3 separate regions of the Ovis aries genome follow, and regions 2 and 3 are each linked to region 1. Evidence: chromatin contacts called from public Hi-C data. All regions are on one chromosome and are shown on one strand. Each heading gives the region's core, a stretch centred on a gene start, on an enhancer-like site or on the middle of the called end of the contact. The rest is flanking DNA. Distances are from core to core; before and after follow the strand shown. Region 1 holds the start of NDUFB2 (NADH:ubiquinone oxidoreductase subunit B2). Region 2 holds the start of MRPS33 (mitochondrial ribosomal protein S33). Region 3 holds the start of BRAF (B-Raf proto-oncogene, serine/threonine kinase).

What was found. Hi-C and Micro-C count contacts between places; a contact is called where the count stands out from the background.
Region 2: a contact with region 1 is called in a Hi-C map of hypothalamus, with 5 times the contacts expected there. The contact joins the promoter of MRPS33 here to the promoter of NDUFB2 in region 1. A contact is called at or near these places in 3 of 16 Hi-C or Micro-C datasets (hypothalamus, muscle and tail adipose tissue).
Region 3: a Hi-C map of hypothalamus shows a contact between it and region 1, with 4 times the contacts expected there. The contact joins the promoter of BRAF here to the promoter of NDUFB2 in region 1. A contact is called at or near these places in 4 of 16 Hi-C or Micro-C datasets (blood, hypothalamus, liver and 1 more).

What each region holds. Positions count from the first base shown.
Region 1 is chr4:105,436,515-105,441,434 of ARS-UI_Ramb_v3.0, forward strand. NDUFB2 (NADH:ubiquinone oxidoreductase subunit B2) reads left to right here and starts at 2,029. Exons shown (of 3, transcript XM_004008110.6): 1 at 2,029-2,178. The coding sequence starts at 2,072.
Region 2 is chr4:105,690,507-105,695,426 of ARS-UI_Ramb_v3.0, forward strand. It overlaps MRPS33 (mitochondrial ribosomal protein S33), which reads right to left and starts at 1,944. Exons shown (of 4, transcript XM_060415149.1): 1 at 1,913-1,944; 2 at 608-660.
Region 3 is chr4:105,612,569-105,617,488 of ARS-UI_Ramb_v3.0, forward strand. BRAF (B-Raf proto-oncogene, serine/threonine kinase) reads right to left here and starts at 2,269. Exons shown (of 18, transcript XM_060415160.1): 1 at 2,135-2,269. The coding sequence starts at 2,260.

The sequences.
Region 1 (4,920 bases), core at 779-3,278:
TGTACTGATTGGGACCCTAAACTTTTCATAGTAAAAAATCAGAATTAGTGATCCAAAACATTAGAGCTAAGGACCCCACAAATGGTCTATAGAACAATACTGTTTTAAATACAAGCCAGCATTAAAGTTAAGTTTTTATTTTGTAATTGAGCAACAAAGATGGGGGGCGGTAAGTGAATTTTAGTTTACCTGAAGAGCTTTTGCAGCCAGGAAAATATTGACAGAGTAATAAAAAATTGCTGAGTACATGCTGTGGGCCAGGTACTCTCTTGAATGGTTGATGAAGGGTACTGAGACCTGGAGAAGTGACTTGTCCAAATGGACAGAGCTAATTGGTGGAGCTGAGGCTGAACTCCGGATCTTCAGACTATCAAGTTCCATGGAGTGTTTTTGTTTAAGCTGCCTTTTTGTTTGTTTGTTTTTTGTGGCTTAGGAATCACAGCATTGTTCTTTCCTAGGAGCAAGGCAGGCAGCTCATAATATGGGCAGAGAGCTCTCTTTGGAAGGATGGAAGACCCTGCTCTCCCCATTCATGAACATCTCTTAATGGTTTGTGCATGTACTAGGAAGGGTAAATAGTGAATGGTAGTCCCAGAGAAAGCCACACTATTGCATATCAGCTGGAAAGTCAACTTGCATCCAGAAAATAGTACATTCTTTCCTACAGTTTATATACTTAGAAGTTAGGACAGGAGAAGGCAGGGGTGGGGAGGGATAGCAGGTGGATTTGGGGAAGGGCATGAGTTCTACAGGGCCAGAGGGTCAATCAGTAAGTTCTCCAGAAAGGTGTGTTGTTTGTTTGCTACGTCGTGTCCAACTCTTTGCGACCTCTTGGACTGCAGCACTCCAGGCTTCCCTGTCCTTCACTGTCTTCCAGAGGAAGCCTTTCTCCAGGGAGAGAGGTTCCTAGCTACTGGGCACATGGAGGCCCATATCTTGCCACAGGAGTGTCAGTTATATTCAATACACTCAAATCCCTAAATTCAGGTCCGTGTTTCTCTCCATAAATTTTCTTTTCTTTTTTTTTTTCTCTCCATAAATTTTCAATTTTTCATGCTTATCACTCAGTGTGAAGTCTTCAGTGCTTGGCAGGTGATCCATTTCAAATCGAAATCTCCAAGGTGTGAGGCTGGCAGGTTAAGTTTATAAAAATCGAGAATTCTTAGGAAAACTATAACCCATAAGTTGGGACACTAAGAATTTGGGAGCTGGGGTTTTCAAGGCTGGAGAAAGGGGTTCTTCAGCTCCCCAAAGTTTGGGAAATTTGGAGTTCATCCAGGACTTAATATAAGGCAATATTAAGAGACAAACGCCAAGAATCCAGGGCTGGCTCAGGATCCAGGGATCGGGAGCGCCGCGTATATTGGGGGCTTGCTAAAATGCAGATTCCTTGGCCCTATCCAGCCATAATAGCTGGGGTCGGACTCCTCGGGATTCTGATACCTCCAGTCCAGCTGCTGACATTTGAGAACCACGGGCTGCGGGTTGGTTATCAAGCTCAGGTTTGCAGAACAGCCATATAACGATGAAGGCTTTAAAGAAATCGTGGAGCCTTTTCAGGGGAGGAATACAATGGACTAGCTTGGATCTGGCAGCCTAGGAGGGTCTGGAAGGGTAGTTAATTCGGGAGGAGCAGGCAGGGGGGCGGGTCCGGGTGGGTTAACAGCGCCTAGATCAGCACCCGTAGCAAAGAGCGAGCTATGTCAGCGTTAAGTTCCTCAGTGTCCAGTAACAAAGAGGGGCTCCAGGAGCCGAGCGCCGAGGTGCGGCACGCCCATCCGCCGGCTCCACCAGGGCCGTCTACACCCCTGACCTTTCGTCAGGGCGCCACCAGGCCCACAAAGCGAGACCCGGTCTGGTGGCTCCAAGCGAGCCGAGCGCTCAGGCGGCGGCCACGGACGCCCTCACCTCAGCGAAGTGACTGCTACGCTCCTTCGGGGCGGTAACTACTGCTGCCCCGCCCTCCCTACGTCACAGGACGGGGGCGAGCCGACGCTGTGACGTCACCGGGCGGGTGCCAGCGGAAGTGACGTGTAGCGGCGGAGCGGCCTGGGTAACGGCCGGACTAACGATGGCTGGCATGTCGGCTCTGAAGCGACTGGCGCCTTTCGCTCACGTTGGAGGCCACCTCTTCAGAGGCCGCTGCGCGCGGGCGGTTGGAGCCGGTGGCGTCCGTCGGTGAGTATTGCCTAGGGTTGGGGCTTCGCCCGCTTTAGCGGAAGGCACTAGCCTTCGGGACGCCCTCACCTTGACGCCGAGCAGCAGGGGCCGGTCCTGGTCTGCGGCGGCCTCCACCCCTGAGGCGTGCTGGGACTTGTAGTCTGACGGCGCGACGCCGGGGCCGGGGAAGCCGGTAGAGGTGTGTATCTGACGGTCCCGGCCCCAGAGGGAGGCTGCCCCCGGGAAGCTGACCAGTTGAACGTGGAGATAGTTGGAGCTGATCTGGAAGCAAGGACAGGAGCTGAGGAGGCGAGGGCGCCAGGCAGAGGAAATCACCTGTACAGGGTAGTTTGAAGCTTCAAGCTCGAGGCGAGGTGAGGCGGGAGACCTCGGGTCGTAGGGAAAGAATGATAGATGCTCCTTATGCGTGGCTGTGCCCTAGCTTCCCTGGTGGCTCAGACAGTAAAGGATCTGCCCGCAGTGCAGGAGACCCGAGTTCGATCCCTGGATCAAGATTTCCCCGGAGAAGGGAATGGCAACCCACTCTAGTATTCTTGCCTGGAGAATCCTCTGAACAGAGAAGCCTGGCGGGCTACTCTCCATGGGGGTCACAGAGAGTCGGACACGACTGACCGACTAAAACAGAGAGCCCTGCCTGAGAGATTTCCAACAGAGGCGCTGATCGGTCGTTTTAATCAGATATCACGTGGCCACTTTTTAATTCTAAAAAGTTACTATGGTTGGAGAGTGGAGAATTAGCGCTCCAAGGCATGAGAGTGGACTGGGAAAGGATGGGAAGAGAGCCAAAAGTGGATGCTTGGGCAATGTCTGAAGTTAGTTGTCCCCGCCCCCCCCAAAAAAAAAATTGAGAGGAAGGTACAGAGATTTCCCATAAACCCCCCCAAGCCACACATGCATAGCTTGCTTCATTATCAGCATCCCCCCACCGGAGGGTACGTTTGTTACAGTTGATGAGCCTATGTTGACAGATTATTGTCACCCAAAGCCCTTAGTATCCTTTAGAGTTTACCTTTGCAACACCAGAATTTAAGAGAGTGAGCAAAAGCAGAGTCACCCATGATGTAGCGGGAGAAGCCCACTGGAGAGCCCAGTGCTGATGCCAAGGGAGGGCAGGTCTACCAAAAGCAAGCTGGGAGTGCAGAGAGATTAAGAGCGGGACTGAAAACAGTACACTGGATTTTTCCAGGTGATGTTCCAGGCCTCTCTGACCACAGTCCACACTTTACCAAGAGGCACTGCAAAATAGTGGTTAAAAGCAGGATTCTGCCCCCAGACTGTCTGTTCAGATCTCACCTCTGCCACGCTCTTGCTATGATCTTGGGAAAGTTTCATGATCTCTTAAGAATTGAGTTTTCTCACAGGTTTAATTGGGGTAATAATGTTGACTCCCAGGGAAGTAAACGAGTAACAAATCTCTGAAGTGTTGTTACCAGAGTTGCTGGTGCTCAGTAAAGACCATACAAGTACTGTATAAATAGCTGTTGTTATTAGGGAACTGAGACCCAGCTAAATGAAACGATTGACTTGCTTAAAGCCACGTGTCTGTTATGAAGATGGAACTGGGACAGATGTAGGATGGAGAGAAGGAAAAGGCATGTGTGACCTGAGGACAGAGATCGAGAGCCACTAACAATAGCCTTTGAGCCTGCATGGGAAGACGAGGGGGTGTTCCTCTTCGCTGCGGTCTTGGTACTTCCATAACAAGATTTTAATGATTTATTAAAAGTTTAAAAAAAATTAATCTGCTTTCGTAGTTTCTGTTTGGAGGGATGTTCAGGCCTGTCTAGTTTGCCTTACATACTTACATGAATACACACATGCATGTAGAAAGAACACACTTCTTACACCACCCAGAGCTAATTGCTATTGATATTTTATATAGACTCTTTCAAATAAAAGTGTTGGATAGACATTTACATAAATAGGGAATTAATGTCGTTTGTGGGCAGTATCTAAGAGCTTGGGCTTTGTCACCAAACAATAATACTCCAGTGTCCTCATTTGTAAACATTGATAACCATAGATCTATCTCTTCAGGTTGTTTTGAAAATTAAATGATAATATATAAAGTGCTTGGTGTGGTGTCTGACAGGTGATAAGACACTCTGTAAATAGAAACTAGTAATAATCTTTTAGAGTAGAAGAGAATAAAAAGGGTACTAGGTAATATATATCAAGAAACATGGAAGTGTTAATGTTCACAAAACTAGTGCATTTTGAAGTAATTTTACTGAAGTTTTTGTACAGATACTCATTTCTGTGTCAAACAAAAGGGAACATTGTTTTATAAGCGGATTCTTACCTGGAATGAAATTTGTGAACACATTTTATATAGAAACTTTCTTTGAAATTCTATATCCATTTCTATGTAATAGTATATGTATAGCTGCTGAAAAGGACTTGAAAGTAGCCCCATTAAGTACAACTTACATTATTTACATTAGATTCAAGCCATAATAATTATAATCCAACAAAATAAAATGAGTAGAGCCCTATGGATGCTATCCCACACCTTGTCAGCAGTATCTAAATGAAAAAACAAGAACCAGAAACACTTGTTCAAACTTAACTGTTTAAGTCTTTTTGCTTTGTTCAGTGCTGTTGGCTTATTAAAAAGGATCTAAGTTCTCTTTTCCATAAAGTGGTCTTTTAATAAAGATTGTATTACTAATACAGCGGAGGACATAATTTGTCTTTGAAACAGATGGCTCTCCAGAACGAAATTAATTTGCTGATTTG
Region 2 (4,920 bases), core at 694-3,193, 250 kb after region 1:
GGGAAGATTCCATGTGCCACGGGGCAACTAAGCCCGTGTGCTGCAGCTGGTGATCCTGTGCACTAGAGCCTATGCTCTGCATCAGGAGAAGCCGCCGCAGTGAGCAGCCCGGGCACTGCTGCTAGAGAAAAGTCCGCATCCAGCGATGAGGGACCAGTGCAGCAATACATAAGTAAGTAAGTAGGAAGATTTGTTAAAAAAAAAAAAAAAAAAAGAAGACGAATCCTGTGGAAATGGTCATATCACAAACTCAAGGCCTAGAACTTTTCTGATGGAGAAAGAGAATAAGCTTCTCCAGACCTGAAACATTTACTAGAAACAAAGCAGCCCTTGCTAAATAGAAGCAAACAAAATGGCTCTAACAATTACCAGTTACTGTTTTGTGGCCTCTTACAGAGCCCAGACCTATATGCTCCGGATGAAGGGTGGCATGCTGCTGCTGCTGCTGAGTCGCTGTGAAGAATGGCATAGGTGCTAGGTAATCCTTTCTTTCACATAGATTAAAACAGCTCAAAAGTTATGCTGTCCCTAAATACTGGTCCTGAGACTGGCAAACTGCCACTCTTTACTAGCTTTGATTTTTTTTTTAAGATTGGGAAAGCCTTACCTAGGACTTTTCAGGATCCTCGTATGTCCCTTTACGGAAACTTTCAACTTTATCTTAAAAACAAACAAACAAAAAAGAACATGTTTACTGTGTGAAAGACATTAAGGTAAAAGGCAAGTAAACTAGATTTTTATCCACATGAGGCCACTTAAAATATCAGATTTTCTTTAAATGTGAACTAAATAAAACGGTATCATGAAGAAAAATTACCTGGACTGAAAATGCTAAGTAAAAACGAATTACTGAAATGTGCTGGCTGGAGCAAGACGGGAGAAAATGTCCATATTTTTACTTTAGCATATAAGGGCAAGTTTCTGTATCTTTCTGATAGGTCTGATGCAGTAAAAAGGTCAGGTTTGTACAGTAACTGACTTTGGATTATGTTTGCCTGTGTTCTTTGAAAAGTGTGGATGATGTTCAAGAGTTCTTAATCTGGGTATCCCTCAGTGTGGTGAATCTCGGGGAGCTGTATTTAGAAGCATATGCTAAAAGGTGTGTGTGTGTAAATTCTGCTGCGGAGGCAGGCTTCTCAAAAACCACTAGTCAGTGGACAGCGCCAGCTTTGGAGTACAAAAGCTGGCTGGAATTTTGCCTTTCTACTTTAATGGTCATATCGTGTTTGTAGTAGTATGTATTCTTTGCCTTCCTTTTCTCATTTACTACAGGACAGTTATACTATCTCACTGCCTTGCCAGGGTGACAGGCAAAAGTCATCGGGTAAGGAAGTCACACACTGTGCACGCGTGTTTCACACATACAAAAAGCCAACTAGACATAATGCTTTATTATTTTTAAAGCTTGGTGCTAATTATTTGACTGGGTCTGAGAGACATGATCGGCTCTGAATGTAGGTCAAGCTTTACTCATTTCAACGACAACATCCCTAACCCCCTCCAACTGCCTGGATCACACCTCTCTCCTGTGATGGAAGCAGCAGTGTCAAGCTGGGCTTTTCGCTAATATATTTAAGCTGATACAACTTATCTGCATTACCCCCGACTTCCACACACCTAAGGCCGACTGATAAGCATAGTAACCGAGACTTGAATGCTGCCTGATCAGAGTAATTGTTGGGCCGGAGAGGAAACTACGCTAGGGCCCTTCGCTGGGTAAATTCACCAAGTTAAGCAGGAGAAGGCCAAGCTGTTTGGGTGATACCTGTGAAATCTCCAAGCTGGTTAATGAAATTGACTTGTCCTATTCTCGGCGACTCTACAAGGTTGGAGACCCCCGCTCGGTCTCTAAAGCCATCGCCCACAACTCACTACAGAGCCCCCCCTAAAAGTCACGTACGGCCTTACCTACTTGTGACCTTCTCTCCAGTGAGCCCTTTTCCCGGAAGGCCAGCCCCCAGCCCGCCCCCAAGTGCCCGCCGGAGACTTCAGCGGAGAGCAGTAGAGAAACGGAAGCGTGGTGGCTAGAGAGGAGTCTTAGGAAAAGACCCGGAACTCTTAACGTCGTATCTGACGCCTGCGCAGTGAGAACAGCGCCTCCAGGTGCGTGGAGGACTGACGGGGACGCAGGTTTAGGTGCGAGAGGCTTGGTTTTCATGGACTGCCCTGTAGGGTTCGCTAATTGTATTTTGTCGGAAGTGTCTCTAGCGTGGACCTCCCAACCTCTGAAGTAGTATTTATACATGCTCCTTGTCGGGGAGAATGAAATGCGTTTGTTTTTTCTTTTCCTCCTTCCGCTTTCTTTCTGTATGTTTTCTTTCTCTTTTCATCAAGCTTAGGCCTTGACGTGCTCCAAGCGCATTGCTTGACTTTAGGGGCTGAGGAATCTGACTCACCAGGAGTGCCATTCCCCTCCCTCCGGGAGGCTGTTCTTGATTGATACCCCTTTCCTGTGTTAGGGGCGCTGTTTTGAGCACTCTCTCTTTCCACCCACTGTCCTGGAAGCTTCTTCAGAGAGTAGACAGGGTATCTCTCTGACTCCTCAGTGGTTATCTAGACCCTCTTGGCAGTATTTCACTCCGTAAGAGATCTACTCTCAAGCAAGCTATATAGGCATTGAATTGAAGCATTTGTTGAATGTTTGAAAGTTCAACTGAAAACTCTACTTATTTTTTGAGCCTTATTCAGGCCTGTGATAAATATTCTAAAAATGTACCCTGGGAAAATGCAAATCAACAGCGTGTTATATACCTAGACACCCTCTTCCCTTCTACAGAACTTTGTATTATTAACTTAGGCTTTGACATCTTATCAATATGTGCTTTAGAATTTATTTCTATCAAGTTAAGTTTTGACATGTTATCAGTTCAGTTCAGTTCAGTTCAGTTGCTCAGTTGTGTCTGACTCTTTGCGACCCCATGAATCGCAGCACGCCAGGCCTCCCTGTCCATCACCGTCTTCCTGAGTTCACTCAGACTCACGTCCATCGAGTCTGTGATGCCATCCAGCCATCTCATTCTCTGTCATCCCCTTCTCCTCCTGCCCCCAATCCCTCCCAGCATCAGAGTCTTTTCCAATGAGTCAACTCTTCGCATGAGGTGGCCAAAGTACTGGAGTTTCAGCTTTAGCATCATTCCTTCCAAAGAAATCCCATGGTTGATCTCCTTGAGAATGGACTGGTTGGATCTCCTTGCAGTCCAAGGGACTCTCAAGAGTCTTCTCCAACACCACAGTTCAAAAGCATCAATTCTTCGGCACTCAGCCTTCTTCACAGTTCAACTCTCACATCCATACATGACCACAGGAAAAATCATAGCCTTGACTAGATGGACCTTAGTCGGCAAAGTAATGTCTCTGCTTTTCAAGATGCTATCTAGATTGGTCATAACTTTTATTCCAAGGAGTAAGCGTCTTTTAATTTCATGACTGCAGTCACCATCTGCAGTGATTTTGGAGCCCCCAAAAATAAAGTCTGACACTGTTTCCACTGTTTCTCCATCTAATTCCCATGAAGTGATGGGACCGGATGCCATGATCTTCGTTTTCTGAATGTTGAGCTTTAAGCCAACTTTTTCACTCTCCTCTTTCACTTTCATCAAGAGGTTTTTTAGCTCCTCTTCACTTTCTGCCATAAGGTTGGTGTCATCTGCATATCTGAGGTTATTGATATTTCTCCTGGAAATCTTGATTCCAGCTTGTGTTTCTTCCAGTCCAGCATTTCTCATGATGTACTCTGCATAGAAGTTAAATAAGCAGGGTGACAATATACAGCCTTGATGTACTCCTTTTCCTGTTTGGAACCAGTGTGTTGTTCCATGTCCAGTTCTAACTGTTGCTTCCTGACCTGCATACAGATTTCTCAAGAGGCAGGTCAGGTGGTCTGGGATTCCCATCTCTTTCTGAATTTTCCACAGTTTATTGTGATCCACACAGTCAAAGGCTTTGGCATAATCCATAAAGCAGAAATGGATGTTTTTCTGGAACTCTCTTCCTTTTCCATGATCCAGCGGATGTTGGCAATTTGATCTCTGGTTCCTCTGCCTTTTCTAAAAGCAGCTTGAACATCAGGGAGTTCACGGTTCACGTATTGCTGAAGCCTGGCTTGGAGAATTTTGAGCATTACTTTACTAGCATGTGAGATGAGTGCAATTGTGTAGTAGTTTGAGCATTCTTTGGCATTGCCTTTCATTGGGATTGGAATGAAAACTGACCTTTTCCAGTCCTGTGGCCACTGCTGTTTTCCAAATTTGCTGGCATATTGAGTACAGCACTTTCACAGCATCATCTTTCAGGATTTGAAACAGCTCAACTGGAATTCCATCACCTCCACTAGCTATGTTTGTAGTGATGCTTTCTAAGGCCCACTTGACTTCACTTTCCAAGATGTCTGGCTCTAGATTAGTGATCACATCATCATGATTATCTGTGTCGTGAAGATCTTTTTTGTACAGTTCTTCTGTGTATTCTTGTCACCTCTTCTTAATATCTTCTGCTTCTGTTAGGTCCATACCATTTCTGTCCTTTTCAAGCCCATCTTTGCATGAAATGTTCCCTTGTTATCTCTAATTTTCTTGAAGAGATCTCTAGTCTTTCCCATTGTGTTATTTTCCTCTATTTCTTTGCATTGATCGCTGAAGAAGGCTTTCTCATCTCTTCTTGCTGTTCTTTGGAACTCTGCATTCAGATGCTTATATCTTTCCTTTTCTCCTTTGCTTTTCACCTCTCTTCTTTTCACAGCTATTTGTAAGGCCTCCCCGACAACCATTTTGCTTTTTTGCATTTCTTTTCCCTGGGGATGGTCTTGATCCCTGTCTCCTGTACAATGTCACGAACCTCAGTCCATAGTTCATCAGGCACTCTATCTATCAGATCTGGTCCCTTAAATCTATTTCTCACTTCCACTGTATAATCATAAGGGAT
Region 3 (4,920 bases), core at 1,019-3,518, 180 kb after region 1:
ACCACACAAGTGCTACAAAGTAAAGCAAGCCTAGAGGCACCTGTGAGGAGTAAGACAAAGGCATATCCGATTCATGGAAAAAATAGACAGCAGATGTGACCCCAAGTATTTATCCATTAAAAACAATGTATTCTAAAAATAAATTTCCATGTCAACGGAACAAAGTTGTTTATAAATAAGAAGGAATGTGGAGGTGTGGGGAAGACAAGAGGAAGCCTCAGCAAGTTAAGTACCAAAAGCCAGGAAACAAAGCAGAATGAATGGCAATTGGGGACAAGGAAAACAGAATGACTAGGAAATGGAAGAAGGGATGACCACTATCCTTAAAATCCAAGAAACTAGAGGAAATGAACAGATATTAGAGGAAACTGACCTGAGCAGAAATGCAAACAGAAAAGTAAGTGGGAAGTGGTGTAAAGGATACTCACACACACACATATATATATACACATCACATATATCTATATAGAGATATTTATATAATTCGGAAACAAAGTTCTCAACAAAAACAATGTTACAATCAGAAAATTACAATCCATAACCCATGCCCATTATTTTTTATAATATATATTTATAGATATAAAGTGAGAATTTAAGATGAGATCAAATGGTAGTACAGAACGCATCTTAGGCACAGATGCAAGTGGTGTAAGAGAATGAAAAACAGTATTGTGAACAAACTGATACTGAATAGAGTAAGCATATGGGATGAATCTCAAAGTAAAGACGATGAAGCAGGAAAAAGAACTGCACAGACAGAAGAACGAATGAGACGTTATGAGAACTGGGAAATAAAATGTAAGTGCTGTAGTACGAAGGAAAGAACTTTGAGCAAAGTCAATGGCGTTAAATCACATTATCTAATCAGTAATTATAAAGCACAGTTATCATACCATACATTATCTCATTATTTGGAAAGCATAATAAAGTGTATTATTTTATGTAATACATTTTACATAATAAAACCCAAAATGTAAAGAAAGTAATCTGACAAGGTGATAAGAGACTAAAATAAACAGTGGCTGAGAGATGGAAGGGCTAAAGAAGAAAAAGTAAAAGAAAAAAAATAGGACAGAAAGAAATCAATCAAACCTATTTAAAAACCACAGGTAGGAATAAACAAAGAGGTGTGGGTGCACAATGGATGATGGACTAAAAGGTGCCACGAAAGCAAGTGAAATCTGACGGAATCTTGACAGCTTCAGGATTCAGAAAGTAAGTAGTTCCAAAGTGTCCAGAAGGATTTGTAACCGTAACATGTTACGGAGCGGGGGAATGAAGTAGAGGGCCTCAACAAGACTAAGACAAGAGAGGTGCAGAAAATCGTCTTAAGTAGAAGCTGAGGTTAGGAGCAGGCAGGTCCGACCACTGGCAAAGGAGCGGGGAGGCAGGTGGAATTGGGATGGGGGTTACCAGCTGGCGACACTGCAAACATTAGGAACCGGGGTCTGAGGTCGGGATGGAAGAAAGAACGGAAACACTGGCACTGAAGATTGAAAAAGTAGAGGCTAGATCAAAACCATTAGCTGGTTAAAACAGGTGACGAGAAATCCTCCCCTCCGCCCTAACAAGTAGAGAAGCGGAGGGAGGGCAGCGGCCTGAAAAGGGGCAGAGTCGGGGAGAGTTAAACAGAGAATGATGCGCCCATCTTCACCGTGACCATGTAATAATTACACACAACGTTAACTCCGGCTGGGGTCCCGGCCCCGGCTACTAACCCACGGATTTCACCAGGATGCCGGCCCCAGCTCCCCCCCTACCCGTCCACCACCAAAAATAAAGAAAACATCCAGGAGATGCGAGGCTGGCTACCTTCAGCCAGCCGTGACCTTCTCGGACCAACCCCGAGTCTCGCCCCCTATTGATAGCCTCCTGCTCCACCACGGCTGCCCGAATCCCCCAAGCCCAGAGCGCGGACCAGGGAAACCCCCCTGGGCCATTGTGTGTGTTTACGTAGCGAGCTCCTGCCTGGCGGGGAGGGCCAGGTGGGAAAAGCCAGTCTCTCAGCCCGCAGAGCCCCGAGGAGAAGGTGGCTGAGGGCAACCGGAGCCCCCACCGCCACCTCTTTCCCCCAAAATAAACATCAGTCAGCCGAGCCCCGAGACCGGAGGGGCGCAGGTGCGCCGGCACTCACCTCCTCGGGAATGGCGGGGTCCGCAGCCGAAGAGGCCGCGGCGCCGGCCTCGGGCTCCATGTCCCCGTTGAACAGAGCCTGGCCCTGCTCCGCGCCGCCGCCGCCGCCGCCGCTCAGCGCCGCCATCTTATAACCGAGAGCCGGGCCCGAGCGACCGCTGCTGGGCGGGGAGGGGGAAGGGAGGCGGAGGGCGGGGGGAGGCGGAGGCGGAGGACGGGGGGCGGCGGGGAGGGACGGCCCGGGCGGCCCGGGCGGCGTCGGCGGTGGGACGGCGCCTGGGCCACCTCGGGAACCGGCCTGCGGCCCCCGGCGCAGCTGAGCCTGAGGGGATTGGGGGAAGGACGGTAGGCCGGGGGGGAGGGGCGGGGGCAGGGGGCGGAGACGACTGGAAGTCGCCGCGGCAACGGCGTCACCCGCGTGTCACGGTCGTGACGTCACCTGAGGTGCGTGACGTGATCCTTGGAGCGCCCTCGCGCCGTCGTCAGGGGAGGGTGCCTACCCCTCCTGCCCACCCTCGTCTCCCACGTTTCCTCCGCTCGGCCGTTTCCATGGCTCCGATTAATTCTCTTCTCCTCAGTCCTAAACCTGTTCTGTGCTGTCGGATTTACTCGAAGAGGAGATTGGAGGAGAAGTTGAAATCCTAGAGGGAGGAAGGCGGAAAGCCCATACTACTGTGTTATTTCCATTATCATTACAACGAAAGTCCCCGAGTCGTAAAAATAAAGACTTGAAACCCCGAGGTTGCAACAGCCAAGCAGAATTTGATAGAAATATATTTAGGAAAAGCCAGGTTACCAGAATGATGCCTGGATCCTTTTCATTAAAGGATTTGGTCTGTCAAAGCGGGTCTAAATGGAAGTCTAAACCTTTTTTTTTTTTTTCTTTACCATCGTTTAGGAATGAAATGTTTTAGTCTGTTTTTCGTTTTCCTGATTCATTCATTTAACAAATGGAAGTAGATCATTTTCCATGCACTAAGGCCTGCACAAGGCATGGAGCATTCTAGACATCGGAAGCATCCAAATTTGAATTATTTAATTTTCAAGGAAATCATTCAAAATATTTTAAATACTTTTGTGCAGTTCATAAACAGAATAGCCCAAGGCATTCTCTATGCAAAATATGCGTGAAAACGAGAGGAGAGGTAAATTACCTTTGAGAGACCCAATTACAGAATGGAATTCGTTAAATCTGGCTTATAATTAAAAAATACATTTATGTGACCAGTAGGGGAAATATGCTGGGGGAAAAACTTAAGAAAGGGAAAAATCAGAGTAAGAAGCAGTGAGAATTACTGTGAACTCCTGATGGGGTTCAGGTAATCACAAAATAACCCAAGCATCAAGTCATGGTATGCTCTAAGTGGACTACCCATGGGGGGGAAGTCACCAGTGACCTTCTTGTATTCACCATGATTCAAGAGATAGAAGACTGTTCTACTGACATCTGAAGCAGGATGTCTGTGTATGGATAGAGTCAATATGAGTCCAGGAGCTGATCATTACTCCCAAGGTAAGGATTTCTGTGTGAGGCTTCTTGTTTAATCAGAATGCTAATATTCTCCTACATTGAAAAATAGGGGACAATAGGGGGAAATTAGAATACCACCTATTGGATGAGCTTAGTATTCTCTGTACTTTTCTTCTAAGTAGAGAAGTCTCTTGGAGACACTAAATTTAAATCAAAAGATGGCTTATCAAAAATAGTGTAAATGAGGATAATGATAGAGGATGATGGTAAAGGATAATGTCACTGAGCTATACAAGTCTAAAGTGGCCTTCTTTACTATAAGGAATTCTAAGCAGAGGAACATGGAACCAGCAGCCAATCGTAGCACCTTTCTCCCTCGATACCATCAAAAATACAGTTGGCAGAGTTTTTATTCTCTAATAGTCCTGTCCTATTTCATTTTTTAAAAAATCAACCCCTAAAAATATTACATCATTATCTCACTTCTTCATAGCATTAAAACTCCAAGATTTTTTTCCATTGGTTGCATTTTAAAGTATAACCTTCCTTGTAGGCCACAATCTGTGGATCATCTCTTATTTTTTCTCCACAGAATGGGGGATCGCATCCATTTAATATTTATTCTTGTTAGCTTTTGTTTATTCAGTATTTTCTGACTTCATCATCACATTCTGCATATATCTTCTTTGATTTCCCTAAGCTGTTCTAAAGACCCACAGAATCCAGATGGAAAAATATAATGGAAAGCATAAACTTTGGAATCCAAAGATTAGTATTTTAGTGTCGGCATGCCACATCTTGGCTATATAATCTCAAGGCTAGTAAGCACAAATCCCTGTTTGTTGTTCTTTCAGTCTCTAAAATGAGGGTAATGATAATGCCAGTCCTGTCTATCTGTATCATTGTGAGGATAAAACTTAATAGGTTTGCCCTTTATAAAATATAGTCACCCTCTCGGTCAGAATTCAGGCAAGGCATAGCAGATGTGGCTTATTTCTGCCCCATGATGTTTGTGACCTCGACTGGGAAGATTGACTGCCTGGAGGTGTCTCAGTGGTGGGGAACTGGAATCATCGGGAAGCTGATTTCCTCCTGTCTCTGATGGTTGAAGCTGGGACCATAAGCCAGAATTCCTCTCTTCAGGTGGCCTGAGCTTCCTCCTAGCATGGCTGCCTCAGGGTAGTGAGACTTCTAACAAGGTGGCTGAGGGCTCCATACCCTCGGGTTCCTGTAAGCAAGGTGGAAGCTAACCTAGCTTCCAAAGTCACACAGCATCACTTCTGCTATTGGATACGGGTAAGTCACGAAATCTTTCC